2 separate regions of the Zea mays genome follow, and region 2 is linked to region 1. A link is a contact called in public Hi-C data. All regions are on one chromosome and are shown on one strand. Each heading gives the region's core, a stretch centred on a gene start, on an enhancer-like site or on the middle of the called end of the contact. The rest is flanking DNA. Distances are from core to core; before and after follow the strand shown. Region 1 holds the start of LOC100281521. Region 2 holds the start of LOC100191566 (Phospholipase A2-alpha).

Region 1 (7,759 bases), core at 2,725-5,224:
GATACCATGAACAAACAGCCGGTTAAAATGACAGTCAATTCCAGATTCCTCGTACAAACAGTACCCATCTTACTATTGCTTGACTTTACTGTTTGAAATCAAAATATATACCAATCGTTGCCGAAGAATCTATCCGATATAGATAAGGTACTTGATAAATTTTATCTATTAGGAGTAAATTCCAAAGAAAACAGCGGTAATTACAACCCATTTTCAAATCAAGCTAGTAGTAAGCAATGCAACAGTTCAGATAGAAAACAGATTCACAACACCATACAAGAATCAACACCCACAAGTACAGTTCTCTAGACGTATAGATTTCTCTCTAAGGTTTCAACAATTGACAAAAATCAACACCCACAAGTACAGTTTAACATACTTCACTTCACTACTTCAGCGTGATCTCATAATCAAACTGCAAATAGAAAAAAAAAATCCCAGGGAACATATCAGTGCAATAAGTAAAATTATTTAATACTAGAATTATAGAACACATTAACTGCATGGTTGACGAGTAAATTACCACTGCAATATGAGAAGGCGTATATCTGTCATAAAAAAGTATGCCATCCTTTGCTGAGATTTGGACGGCAGGTGTGAGGTGTCTCGACTATCAAAATGCATTCCCTAACATAAATTCTTGTGCCTAACAGTTCTAGGACCGTGAGCTCCAATGCAACACCACAGATAAGATATTACACTGTAGTACAAGCATATGACCAACACACAGAGCATCTAATATAAAAGCATGATAAACAGTTTAACTACTGAATCTTAAGCAGAATATGTGCTACACTATCTACAAATATCATATTAGGTTATTCTGCATGAACATCTGTTCAGTTCCCTAGAACAGATCACACACATTGATGGTCAATTACTCACTGGACAAATCGCAGATGTCTCATTTTGAGATCTGATGATGAAAATGCATCTTTTTGCTACACGGTTCTACCCAGAATGACCAGCAACTAGTGATTCGACTGCCTTTAGCACCAACTTCGACACTACTCCTTAAGCACCAACAACATTGACACTACATAAGCTCAGAAGTTTAATGCATATTGCTTAACCATTAAACCATATTATTCTGAACACAAGCAAGATGAAACTATAAAATCAAACATTAAACCACATAACGGGAACACAAAAGGCAATGATAAGAAATTAACAGCACCTCTTCAGATAAATGAAATGTGAACCACAATTGATCAATCTCCATAATGAAGATCTGATACAATATATGCCCTCTGCAAAAAAATGATAAAAAGAATGACTCCGGAGCAATATGCTACCAAATATAAAACAGCATTTATAGAACATATACGAGATACTAATGACTCCAGAGCAATATGCTACCAAATATAAAACAGCATTCATAGAACATATTCAAGATACTAGAAACCAGCCATGTCAAATCTTGAAGAATAGCACAAAAATTTTGATATGATACACATGTCCACTGCTAAATCACCACCGAAACATACTAAAGTTACGACAATAAAGCCAGTTTCCGAACAGAAAAATAGAACCAAATCTAATCATCATAGTTTTTGGACCTCATAAGTACATATTTCTAACCGTCAAAGTTTTGTACCTCATAAATACTAAACTAGGTCCCTCCATCTGGTAGAAGTTGAGCTCATAATAGTTCAAAGATCTTCAGTCTCTTCTAAGGTAGATTACTTCAATGATTTGCAAAGACTGTATCATTTCGCCTTGGAGGTCTATCAGGAATTGAGCCTGGCTTAAATTTTGATGCCTCATGCCTTGCAAGTTCAGGTGGTACGGGACTGTTGCTCTGCATAAGCATCTGTTTCAGATCAAAGAAAATATCAGTGTTCTCGTAAGTTAAAAATGAACTTGCTACTCCCTTCTTTCCAGCACGACCTGTCCTTCCAATGCGATGTGTGTATGTGTCGATTGAACTAGGCATCTCATAGTTAATCACGTGTGCAACATCAGGAATATCAATACCACGTCCTGCAACATCAGTAGCCACAAGAACATTGAACCGACGGTTTCTAAATCCATCAAGGCTAATCTCTCTCTGGTCTTGTGACTTCCCACCATGTAGGGTTGTGACGCGGAAGCCTGCCTTGTCCAGATCCTTGGCGCGCATGTCCGCTGTCTTCTTAGTATTGCAGAACACAATGGCAGTCTTGTCTCCAAGATCCGTGAGTATCTTCTGGAGCCGTGGCATCTTCTCAGACTCCTTCACCATGATCACATTCTGGGTGATCAGATCAGTGGCCTTGCCAGCCGTACCAATTGTCACAACAACTGGGTTTCGGAGATACTTCCTAGCAAGACGTTCCACAGCAGGAGGCATGGTGGCACTGAACATATAAGTAGTTCTGTAAATCCTTTTCTCATCAAGTTCCTCATCCTCATTTTCAGGTTTCAAGTTACTCGATGGCATCGCGTCAAGGACACCAACAACTTGTGGCTCAAAGCCCATATCAATCATCCTATCAGCCTCATCGAGCACAACATAGTTGCACTGGTTGAGAACAGCATACCTCCTTTCCAAGCAATCAAGAAGCCGACCAGGTGTGGCAATTACAATCTCACAGCCCTGCCTAATCTTGAAACCCTGCTCCTCAATTGACTGGCCACCAACAATTGAGACAACTTTAAGGCCTAGATAGGTTGCAAATTTCACAGTCTCCTCCTCAATCTGTTGAGCAAGCTCACGAGTAGGTGCCATAACAACGGCATAGGGACCCTCGGCCTCATTCTCCTCGCTTATGGGTGGCAATCGGGTAATGTAAGACAACATGGGGAGTACAAAAGCTGCAGTCTTTCCAGAACCTGTCTCAGCAATACCAATAACATCACGCTGCTGTAGACCTAGCGGAATGGCAGCCATCTGGATTGGTGACGGTTTTTCATATCCAGCCTTGTCAATAGCACGAAGCAACTCGGTGCCAAGCTTGCTTTCACTCCACTTTCGCATCGGTCGGGGTATGCGAGAACCCTTATAGGAGATATTGAAATCCTCACGGAAAATTCGCCAATCCCGCTCAGTCATCTCCTCGAGTGTCTTTTCGGACCAGTGCCTGTCCACACGCATATCGAAAGCATCATAAATTTCAGCAGCAGCAGCCTTCTTCTTATCTACCGCATCATCCTCCGGACGGTCCTCCACACCAGCCTTGCGCCGCAGCTCTGCACGGGTCTCCTTCTCGTGCACAGCTGCCGCCTTCTTCTGCTCACGTCGGTCAATGCCGGCAAGGAAGCCCCGGCCAAAGAGCAGCCGGGCCTCGTGCGGCGACTGGTAGAGTGCATTCATGTCCCGGCTGGTGTCCTCGGTGTTTTCCCAGTCGAAGGAGAAGCGGAACTTCTCAGAGGGCTTGATAACCCGCTTCTTGGGCTTCTTGGACCCGAGGTACTGCTCCTTGATCGCGTCGAGCTCCTTCTCACGCTCCCGCTCCGCAATCTTCTCCAGCCGGTCCCTCTCCCGGTCCCCGCGATCCCTGTCGCGGTCCCGGTCCCGGTCCCTATCACGGTCGCGCCGGTCGCGGTCCCTGTCGCGGCGGGAGGAGTCATCTCGGTCGCGGTCCCTATCTCGATCTCGATCCCGATATCGGTCGCGGCGGGAGTCGTCGTCGCGGCGGCGTTCCCGGTCTTGGTCCCGGTCCCTGTCCCGGTCGGAGTCGCGGTTGGAGTTGGAGGAGTCGCGACGTGCGGGGTTGGAGCCGGACGGGGGAGGACCACCGGAAGTCGGCGGCGGAGGGGGCCGGGGCAGGGACTGGATGAGGTCGAGCGCGGTGCGGCGCTGGTCGGAGACGGCGGCCTGGCGGCGCTCAAGCGCGAGGCGCTCCCGCTCCGCCTTGGTGAGGAACACAGGCTTCACCGGCTCAGTCATCGCGTCGGCGGAGCGCTTCATCCCGGCGGCGCCGATGCGGCAAGTGGGGAGAAAGGTTTGCTGAGTGTGGGGCGGATGACGGTTTAGGGAACAGGTCAACCGTAGGTCCGTAGCTATTCACCTACGGTTAAGTCGTGTTAAGCCGTAGGGCTCAGATTTTTTTTCTTTCAAAAAGAGAATCTAGCTATAAAAAGAATTTAGACGTGAAGAAAATCCAAGTGTCATGGAGATTAAGGACGAAGTCAGAAAAAAATTAGAAGGTGCTGAACTAAACCACTATAGTATAGAAGCTCTTCTACGTTGTATATATACGCTAAAAATCTTATGAGAAGGTCAAGTGGAGCTCCATAGACTCAGTAGCGGTAGGAGGGGCTTGAGCCCCGTTCGTCCCACCGCTGCCTCCGTCCCTGATGGATATTACGTACGTAGAAAGATAAAAAAAGGTTTATAGAGTTTATGATATAAAAAGTGACGGTTTATAATGTGGCAACTGGCTGTTTCGATCTTTGTTGTTTGGTTCTCTTCTCTGGTTGATGCGAGATTTATTTATTTATTGGTTATTTAGGTCATGTTTGAGATAGCTCCAGCTTATAAATTTTATAGATTTAGTGGACTAGGTCATTAGATACTTCAGAAAATCATAAAGCGAGAGTTGTAAGCTTTTAGAAAATATTTAGATAAATTATTTCGTTTATTATTTAGATTAAAAATATTTTAAAAACTATTTAAATTGATATTATAAACTACAACTCATAGAACTCGGAGCCATCACAAACACTCCATAGAGCATGTTTGATAGAGCTCTAGATTGCTAAAAACCGTTTTAGCTCTAGCCTTTTTTTAAAAAATGCAGTTTTTTGTTGTTGTTGGAGTCAAACCAATTCACAAATTGTATGGCAAAAGAAACTCTTATTCTTTATGGCTTTTTGCAAAATTAAAAGGAAGCATAGCCAGAGTCGGTAAAGTTAGGATTTGTAGCTTTTCCTACCTAGTATAAAATAGCTCGGTCTTTTTATGTGCTTTTCGGTAGAAGCTATTTTAAGCGTTTAGTATGATTCTGATTTTTTTTCCCGCGGGAGAAGATAGAGTCGAAGCCCCTCTAATATTGGTCTGAGAGCAAACTACGTTGAGCTGTTGATTGATTGCACGAACTTTCTTTTGATCCTATCCGGTAACAATAGGCCCAAAGCACCCAAGCTGCATCGCGAAAGAAAGCCCACGAGAAATGAACTTCTTCAATCCCGTTTTCTGTAGAACCAGGCTGGTGAAGGAATCATGCATGTTGAGGCCGAGTTTGGCCCAAATCGATATACAGAAACCCGAACAGTTATTTCTTGCATTATGTCAACACAAGCTAGATCGACCTACATACACCCAAACAATTGGGCCCCGGATAACTCCTCTTTGCATTGGGGGCTATAAAAAATAATGATTTCACTAATGTCCTCACTATTCTACTGTACTAGCAGCGGCATTTGGCTGCAGAAGCTGCTAGAGACAACAACACGTCAACACTACCGCCGGAGGAGCAGGAGGCAACCGAGGTTGATGCAGCCGGCCAGCCGAGCCGTGCGCGAGCCGTCGATTGCCCCCCTGTCACATCTCGCATCATGACGCTTTAATCCGTGTCGCCCTGTACTACTTATATAGTGTTTTTATCTTTTTTTTATTACAACTGCAGTAGTTTAAAACCAACTTTAATTCGAAACAAACAGCCAGAGCCTTCTTCTGCCCGGTCCATGCTTAGAGGTAAAACAATCGTCGTCCTTGCTCCTTCGGTTTCACTGGATGAGATTTGCGAATTGAGATGCATCTCGCGGCCTTCTCCCTCACCTCGCCCCCCTGTCCAGACCGATAAGAGCTTGTTTGAGTAATTTTGGATTGGAGTGGATTGAGATGGTATAAAATGTATTGAAGTGTAATATGAACTAATTTCTCTTTCAATACCTAAAATACACTTCAATCCATCTTTATCCAAACAAGGCCTAAGGCTACTGACTGGTCTACTCCACAGTCCACGCTGTCTGCTGCCTGCACTAGCCGAGCTTCTCAAGTCTCAACAAGGCCAGGAGGTCGACCGGAGCTCTGCTTCAACAGACAAGCTGTTGCTGACAGCGTACAAGCTAGTAGTACAAGTACCAGTGCCGGAACAACAGAGAAGACATTGCACAGGACCAGCGAGCTCGTCATGCTCATGCATCGGTGAGCAGCACTAGAACATGGTAGAGGCAGGCAGGTCCACCCCACCCGGACCTACCCACCCAACAGACTGTTTGGTGATCCATGTACCGGCGATCGACTGGTCATCTCTCATGACCCTTGACAGCTAAACCAATCGTACATGGTGCATGACGCCGGTTGCTTCCAGAGTTCAATAACTATATATATAAAGCAGCACTCGCACCGAAAGATTGCATATCCGGAATAAAATGAGCGAAAAAGAACAAAAGGCAAAGACCACGCTCTTATCGAACAATAGTCATGCTATTGCTATGCACACACCCAACACCCTCCATCATTCCAGAAGCCCAAAGCACATTACATACAGCTAGAGGATTTACAGGAAAAGAATTTAGGAGGGAAAAAAGAAATATATAAAAAAACTAGTGAAGCCCACTCTATCCGTATCCGGCAGCAAAGCTGGCATCGGCATGTTTTCAGGATAAATGAATTCTTTTAAAAGCTTGCACAGGGCCATGATTGCCGCCACAACCCACAAGCACACCCCCATGGACCCGGGCAGCTCACTAACCCTGGACCTTGGAATGCAGACAGACTTGCTCCGCGATCTGCCTTCCGGATGGCGTTTCCGAACAGACTGTGACTGTTCCAGGAGGAGCTCCTTTCTCCTCTCCGGGAACCAACAACGAAACCTCTCCAATGACAATGCTAGTTATTAGTCGACAATCCTTTTTTCCCCTTATCATTGTCCTATGGTTTCCATCTTCAAGCAATATTGGGCACGAGACTTTGCAGCTGATCTGGAACCCAACAAGTAAAATGAACCATTTTTCTTAGTAGAGAACAATCATTCTGTCACCATCCATGTCGAAAATAAAATTAAAAAAAAAACCCAGCAAAATATCAATACTAGTTGTAGCACCTTACCTTCAGTCCGTGTAAAGATGTAGGTAATGAGGCGAAAGCTCCCCAGAGTTCCTTCCGCGCTGCTCGATCCTTCTTAGGTCCCGAAGATGCTGCAATATCTCCTGGAGAAGATCGAACCCTTCGCCTCCCCTTTTCAAGGCCCTCACGCACTGTTTTATGTACTCCCTGTCTGCCTCAAGGGCCTGTAGCCTCTCATTCACTTGATCGATTTCGTTGGCGATCACAAGCTTATGTCGCTCTCTAGCGAGGTCCAGTGTAGCCTCTGCTGGATGATGTGCCTCGTCACCATTGGGGACATTTCCAGCTTCCACAGTCGTAGCATCGTCGAACAACGGAAGGAGTTCCTTTCCTCTGTAGGTTACAACTCTTCTTTTGTCACGGAGTTTAGAGCAGCTATCGTCGTCAGAGAAACCGTTCGAGGCACCGCTGAAGTGGTTTTCTTCTGGGAAATGCTTCCTGCTATCGGATTCATCGTCATCATCGAGATCAAAAAGCTTATCCTCTAGCACTTTAAGCTGTTCCAGTATGGAGAGCCTCTCTTCCTCAAAATCAGCTAAAGAGCCATCGATGATAACGAGATGTCTGGCAGTTTCTTGTAGCACGACATCTGTGGGAATACTCCCGTTGCTTCCATTAAGACCGTGGGAAGATTCATCACCTTCATAGAAGCTTTGTGAAAGGTCGTCACTATCCTCGGCGCTCGATGAAGTTGACGACGATCCGTTCTGGTCATCAGCCTTGTGCCTGGACATTTTCCTCACCTTTATTTCGTAGAGATGA
Region 2 (7,081 bases), core at 2,200-4,699, 150 kb before region 1:
AGGCTTGTGTTGGCGTTGTTCTTGACGATGAAAATTGCCTCAAAGGATGCTCAGGTACGCCACCTGCTCCTCTACCTTCACCTTCATCTTGACCTGCAAGGGAGCAGAAGCAGCCGAGCACGACGTGGCCAGCAACCATGGCAACCAACTTCTCCTTGTCAGAGTGGCGGTGGCATTGATAGGGGACATGGATGCTACCGTTTGGTTCCTGCAGGATCTGGTCTCTGGTATCTAGGATCTTGTGTGAACAGCACCACTGTTTAAAAGGCGTCGCCTAGGCATCCAGGCGGCGGTTCAACGCCTTATCTCGCCATACCACTTTAAAAACCATGAACAGCACTTGGTTGGTGCTTGGAGAGATAAGGTGTGAGGAGAGCACATAAGTGGATAGAAACAAATGGGAATTGGTGAGGGATGAGGGATGACAAGCAGGGGAGCCTTGAAAAAACAGAGTGGTGGAGGTTTGGTGGTGGAAACCATGTCTTTAAATTAATTGGGGAAATGGGCATATGCAGAAGAAGTAACCAATGCGTCGACACACGATGAGGAGCATTTCCTCTGTTCAATTCGTGTTCCTTTGCGGCCTTCGTTTTGCTATCAGGAGAGTCATGCATAAAGCTGTCTGATGCGAGGCAATTTACTCTAGCATATCCACATTTGCAAGGCAAAACAAGCTCTGTCATTCATACTCCTTTGTTGATCCTTTTTGGCTCAGGCAAGCCATGCACGAATTTGTCTAGTGTGAGGAAATTTACTGTCAATTGACAGAGCATATCCACTTTTACAACGTAGAGCAAGCTAAAGAAAACACAGAATCGTGTTATGATGCAATCGATAAGAGCAAAAGCATGCAAAACTTAGGCATGATGAGCATCAAATGCACCATGTCAAACGAATTTGTATCGCCCTAGCTCAGTGATACCAGCCAAAAATTCAACCACTCACAACATCATACGTGATATATATATAACACGCTAGCATTATCCAATCGATCGAATTACTAAGCATGACTCTAAAAGGCCTTCCACCGATCTAAATCCGAAGCTAAAGCATAGAATCAATCAAACACGAGTGTCGGGGGTCGCTAAAGCTTACGCGTCAGCGATGGCGAAGCAGAGTCCGGTGAGCGGGTGGGGCGCCTGCGGCGGCGGAGGCTGGGGCGGCGGGAGGAGCTCGAGGCGGGCGATGAAGGCGCCGTGGTCGGGGCGCGCAGGGCGCCTCAGTCGCCGCGCCGCCAGGAGGATGCCCGCGATGCCGAGGCCAAGCAGTACCCAGAGGTTAGCGGCGGACCCTGAGGACGCCATGGACGAGGAGAGCGGGCTGAGGCTCGGGCTCGTGTACTCCGCGCGGGCAAGGGTTTTAGCACGCCACCTGGGGTTTTGACTTTCGAGGCGGGCGTACGGGCGCAGAAGAGGACGACGATAGACGGCGAGAGCTGGAAGAGAAAGGCGAGGCGGCGTGAGAAGACGTCACGTGGCAGTTTGATGACGCACATTTAAAACTGTTTAAATTCTTATATCTTTAAATCAAAAAAGTTTATTTTAAATAACATTTGACATTGACTCGGTTTGTTAAGCTAGTTTCAAAAATGTGCCTCAAACAACGCATTAAACTATAGTACATGTGTGATGCGTATTGTGAGTGTAAAGCTTTATTCGCTATGATAGTGTGAAAAATACAAGAAGGCTAATGTGAGGGACATTCTTCCAGACGAGAAAGAAAAATAGTTCGCTCGTCCCATTATGGACCTCCTGCAGAGTTTACCTCTCAATCTCGCGTCGTTTGTAAGTGTTGCTTGAGTTGTAGCGACGAGGTAATACTGAAGTTATGTATTGTAGCAGTTGTTTTTAAGTTACGCTCCCGTAAGATTTGGCTACTAGGTGGTACTAAAATTGTGCTTCCATTTAGTAATAAGAACATGGATGTTCTCATGTTCATGACCTGAATATAATCCAAACAGCCCACAAGAGAAGCGGTTCTGTCTTTGATTTTTTTTTGACGAGCTTTTCTGAGAATTTGGTTATAAAAACAATATGATTATGGAGAGAATCTAAGTAGCCTGAGAATTACATGCGGAGAGAGTCGAATGACAAGATTTAAGGATTAGATCAGATTAGGACCAGACCTTATTATATTCATTCTTTAACTAAAACTTATTTAAGACCCTATATTTCTGAAAAGGTATTTGGATCGTGATACTTTACCACCCCTAAGTGGATAGAGTGTCGGCCTAAGAGCATGTTTGGTTCGTGGCTAACTGTGTCATAGTTTGCCTAAGGTTAGTCGTCCGAATCGAATAACTAACCTTAGGCATAAAAGTTAGGCAAAATGTGGAAAGTTAGGCAGGAAATTTGAGAGTTGAAAATCTTGGGATTTAACGATAACCGGTAATTTTTCTCATTCCCGATTCGATCCGGGACCAGTTTCCGTATGTGTTTTTTTATTTTCATTTAAAATTTTGAAATTTTGATAAAAAAAATAAAAAAAACAGGAAAATCATTGTAAACGACTAGATTTTAGTATTATTTTAGATTTCCCTTTTTAAAAAGTCAATCATTATTGTTTTTTTAACAACAAATTTGGTCAAAAAAGGCTTCTTAGCAATTTGTCGCTGGATTTTGTTTTTTTATTTAAAAACATGTGTACCGGGATTTGGTGAGAAACAACGAAAAGCTGTTCCTTTTCTATGGAAAACCGCTCGAGAAACATCAGAAACCATTTTTCAAAATTTAAAATCACGAGCCGTTCAGGTTAGCGGTTTTTGGACGTTTTTCGGACGGTTTCCCGTTCCCGATGACTAGCGGTTTTTAGCGGGAAAACGGTTTGATAAACCCTGATGTAATGTAAGTGTGGTATCACACAGGTATTATTGTGTTCTAGTTACAACATGCTCTAATAAAAGAAAAGAAAAATAACGTGGCAGTGGCACTCACACATGCCACGCGGCGTGACAGCAATGGCAGATCCAGAGAGCATGAACGCTGAGAAACCAAAACCCTAGAATAAACTCGGAGCCCGTTGAACGCAACAAAAGACAAAGAGGGCATCGGCGGCCCGGCCCATCCCGTCGCACTGGCTCAGTGCACGCTGCGCTGGCTCAGCTGTAAGCTGTTGGTGCATGCACAGCAACAGCAGGGGGGCGCGGTGTCTCTTGTGTGCTGGCAACTGGCAGTCTGGCACGCCCGTGAGCTGCACAGCCAACAAGGCCCCGTCCGCTCACGGGATGAATACGACCAAACGCGCGCCCGCCCTGCCCCATCTTCACTCACCTCCCGCATTTCTGTCCACCTCCTGGCCTGGCCAGCCACTGCCGCAAGCCCGCACCGCAACTGCAGTTGAGTGAGACCAGTTCGCCGCCCCTAGATAATCTCGCCTCTCCAGGGACGGCAGGCCGTGCCGTGCCGTCACGACAGACCAGACCAGACCAGACCAGAGAGAGCTAGTGCGTGCCAGCGCGCGGTGGGAGAGAGAGACTTCGTTCTAGAGCTCCCGTGAGGACGATGGAGCGGGGCAGTTCCTGGCGGCTCACGGTGGTCGCCGGCACCCTTGTCTGCGCGTCCCTCTTCTCGCCGCCCGCCGCCGCGCTCAATGTCGGCGTCCAGTCCGCCGGCGACGACGCGGTACGTACGTACGCAGACTAAATTATGGTTGGAATAGCTTTCAGCCTTTCACCACGCTCATCCACACGCACACACACACACATATGCATATGCAGCACGTCGTTGCCCACTAATCTAGCTCCACTCCACTCCCCTGTACGCTAATTGCGCTCTTTGGTTCGCGCGCAGAGCAAGCAGCAGGCGTGCAGCCGCACGTGCGAGTCGGACCACTGCACGAGTACGTACAGTTAACCCGCCTCTTCCATGATCTTCTGCCGCTCTCACCGGCGTTAATTCTTTGCGACAGCGCCGCCGTTCCTGCGGTACGGCAAGTACTGCGGCATCATGTACAGCGGCTGCCCCGGCGAGCCGCCGTGCGACGCGCTGGACGCCTGCTGCATGCACCACGACAACTGCGTCCAGGCAAAGAGTACGTCTGCGTTGCTCCAGTCGTCGTCTTCAGTTCCTATAGCTCCAGTAGTGAATCTTCAGTTCCTATAGCTCCAGTAGTGAATCTTCAGTTCGACAGCACGCACGGACGTGGGCTGACGACGGCTGCTGCGCGCGTGTTGTGTACTACCATGTGCAGTGGACTACCTGAGCACGGCCTGCAACGAGGCGCTGCTGGACTGCCTGGCCAAGCTGCGGGAGGGCACGTCCACGTTCGAGGGGAACAGGTGCATGATCGACCAGGTCATCGACGTGATCTCGCTCGTCATAGAGGCCGCCGTCGTCGCCGGCAGGGTGCTGCACAAGCCCTAGCCGCACGCGCCGGGGCGCCGGGCGTGGTGGGCGCGCAGGGACATGTGTAGCACAGCAGCCTGCGCCCTGCGGTTGGTGGGTGGCACACATCTTTTTCGTGCTTGGGCAGGGTGGCGGCGTCCTGGACGGGGGCCCGGGCGGCGTCGGCTCACATGGCAGCTCGTGTCGTTGTGTGCCTACTAGCTGGCTAGCTCCCAGTCCCTCAGCCCGGCGGCCTAAACCGACGACAAGATATATGGAGATCACTCCTTAAAGAAAGCTTCTTTGGTTTTAAGCAACTCGTGTCCCTATCACACTGTATTACCGTACAAGTATAAAGAAAGTTTCCTCTTGCTGGTTTTGGTTTCTTGGAGAATCCGTATTCGACACACTACAGTCCACACAACTGTAGCTTACGCTGTTGCAAATGATGAATAATACAGAGCGTGTACTTCGATTAAGGATCTTGTACTTGTCTGTTTCTGGGACTGAGAGGGCAGCCGCGGCGCACCCACTGAAACGTTTGGCCTCGACACTCATTGCTGCCAAGTACGTCCTTCGGATGCTTCATGCATACAAATATTGAACTAGTAGCTCGTTGTGTCCGTCATACCCTCATAAGCTCAGCAGACAGCAGTCAGGAATGACCAAAACTGCAAAAGGTGAACGCCTAAGAACAGAACAGAGCAGCTGCACGCCTGCGCCGAAGAGCAGGGCAGCATTCCCTGATCAAATGGGGAGGAGTGAGCTTGTGTTGCTCCCTTCATTTAGCACCAACAAATGCGGCACAATAGTAATAACTGGAGATTTATTGGATGCGAAGAAAAAACATAAAATGCAAATGAGGGCACTACAGTGGCAAGAGTATCTACGGTGCCGTTTGGTTCACAGAATACAACGTAAATGGTAATGATTGACACTCAAGTGACATCGGCAATAAGTTTGAATATGTTGGTATCAGTTTTTAGTGTGGGATCTGATTATGGTTGGACCTAAACAAACATGATTTAACGTTATCAATTACCCATCACGTTACAATGTGAACCAAATAGCACCTACAACTTACGTGTTTACGGGCGAAACAGAAACAGCATGGCTCAGCTTGACTCCCCATTTTATTGTGTAAGGAAGCGATCCACAAATCACTTGCTGGGAATCTCTGTTGTTTTACTGCACTACTGATTATCTGGTTTTGCTAAGACACATACAGCGGTTCAGGGGCCGTTTTCCTCTGTATCCTGATAAAACAAAAGAAATTGTCAGAAAAACGAAGGGAATATAAAAACTAATGTCAACACTAAATGTGCATCAGTGGTGAAGCTCAAGCAGACTGGACGTAGGTGCAATTGCCTCGTGGGTGCATAAACTTATGCTATAAGGGGTGCATATATAGTAGAATTTTTAGTCATAACACTATTTTTTGTAATTTTTAGCCCCCTTATGTGCATCATTAGCGTGTGCATGAGGCGTACATGTTCAGCAATGCGTAGAAACTAGTCGCCTCGTTTCATAACCAAAGGTGAGTGTATCTATACTTCTGAAACATTAACCTTATCCTCCTACTTTACACGTTACAGATATTATCAACTGACCAAACAGCAACATTGTCAACTGAAACATCATATTATTGTAAGTGTGTAGGTCGCCACCTTAATAAGATACAGAATAAACCTAATAATCAAATGGGAAATTGATGCACAAAATGTGTTATATTGTTTGTCAATGTGGTTACCAAGCACTAACATGTTTTGGTTTAGTGAAAAGTGCAAACTACCACACGAACATACCAATGAGATAATTATTCAGTTGTCACAAGCTTGACTTCAGAAGGAAAACAGTGCTAGCCACACCCGATTCAATATTGAGGACAGAATTTAGAAGGATTTTTAAACTCAAATAACGCAGATAATCAATTATGCCAAGACCTTATAGACGTAATGGAAAACCAAAACAGAACAGTAAAAGAAGAATCCTTCAATAGTGCCACTATGAACTAACCAGTTGTCTTTGGACCATTCACATCCTTCAGTATCAATTACATGTAAGCTGAATGCATACCTTGACGCAGGAGAAAGATTCTCAAAACTGTACACAAAAAGCCATAGCACTATTAACTTGAAACAGTACACAAGCAGGAAGGATTATCAGTAATATAAAGGAGAATTCCACCTCTGATGTATAAGATCTCCATGTATAACCACCAAAGCACCAGATTTTACTTCCAGTGGCACAAATTCTTTCTGGTCATAGGCTGGGGAGGGGCAATCAAAATGTGTACCATTTTCATCTCTGATCATACGCCTCACCAAACCCTCTAATACAAAACACAAAAGTTAAAAGAAAACTTAGACAGTCCTGCCTTTAAAGACGTTCATTGGCATAAATTATTTGTGTGAAAGGAATACTTTTATGTGAGCCTGGAATGGCCCACAGGCAACCATTGTTGATTGTTGCATCTTCAAGTGCAAGCCACAACCCTGTGCATGTTCAAGGTTCCGTGTAAAGGAATGTATTATCCTGGTGCGGCACCACCTCACCACCAATACCTGGTTGCTATCAAAAAGGAAAAACAATAAGAAACTAAGAAACAACATACAACGTCAGCAAAACGTAGAGTATAAACGATCTACCTTAAAGATGTACATGGATTGAATGACTGCGGGCCTCTTGTAGCCTAACGAGGAGAACAAGCTTGCAACACTCTCCGAGAAAGAAAACTTTTTGAATACGGGATCAAGTTC

The links. A called contact is a pair of places that touch in the nucleus more often than the background predicts.
Region 2: a contact with region 1 is called in a Hi-C map of leaf, with 6 times the contacts expected there. The contact joins the promoter of LOC100191566 here to the promoter of LOC100281521 in region 1. A contact is called at or near these places in 10 of 25 Hi-C or Micro-C datasets (bundle sheath, ear, endosperm and 4 more) and 2 of 3 datasets of contacts at active chromatin or transcription factors (leaf and seedling).

The regions. Positions count from the first base shown.
Region 1 is chr5:12,126,630-12,134,388 of Zm-B73-REFERENCE-NAM-5.0, reverse strand. It overlaps LOC100281521, which reads right to left and starts at 3,974. Exons shown (of 3, transcript NR_164199.1): 1 at 1,598-3,974; 2 at 1,178-1,250; 3 at 168-415. It overlaps LOC103625957 (myosin-binding protein 2), which reads right to left. Exons shown (of 4, transcript XM_008646357.4): 3 at 6,980-7,759; 4 at 6,313-6,852. The coding sequence ends at 6,982.
Region 2 is chr5:12,273,559-12,280,639 of Zm-B73-REFERENCE-NAM-5.0, reverse strand. It overlaps LOC100191566 (Phospholipase A2-alpha), which reads left to right and starts at 3,449. Exons shown (of 4, transcript NM_001136996.1): 1 at 3,449-3,620; 2 at 3,789-3,837; 3 at 3,907-4,029; 4 at 4,189-4,696. The coding sequence starts at 3,501. The coding sequence ends at 4,361. LOC109939630 (outer envelope protein 64, chloroplastic) reads right to left here and starts at 1,495. Exons shown (of 9, transcript XM_035958869.1): 1 at 1,402-1,495; 2 at 1,096-1,218. The coding sequence starts at 1,495. It also overlaps the pseudogene LOC103643009.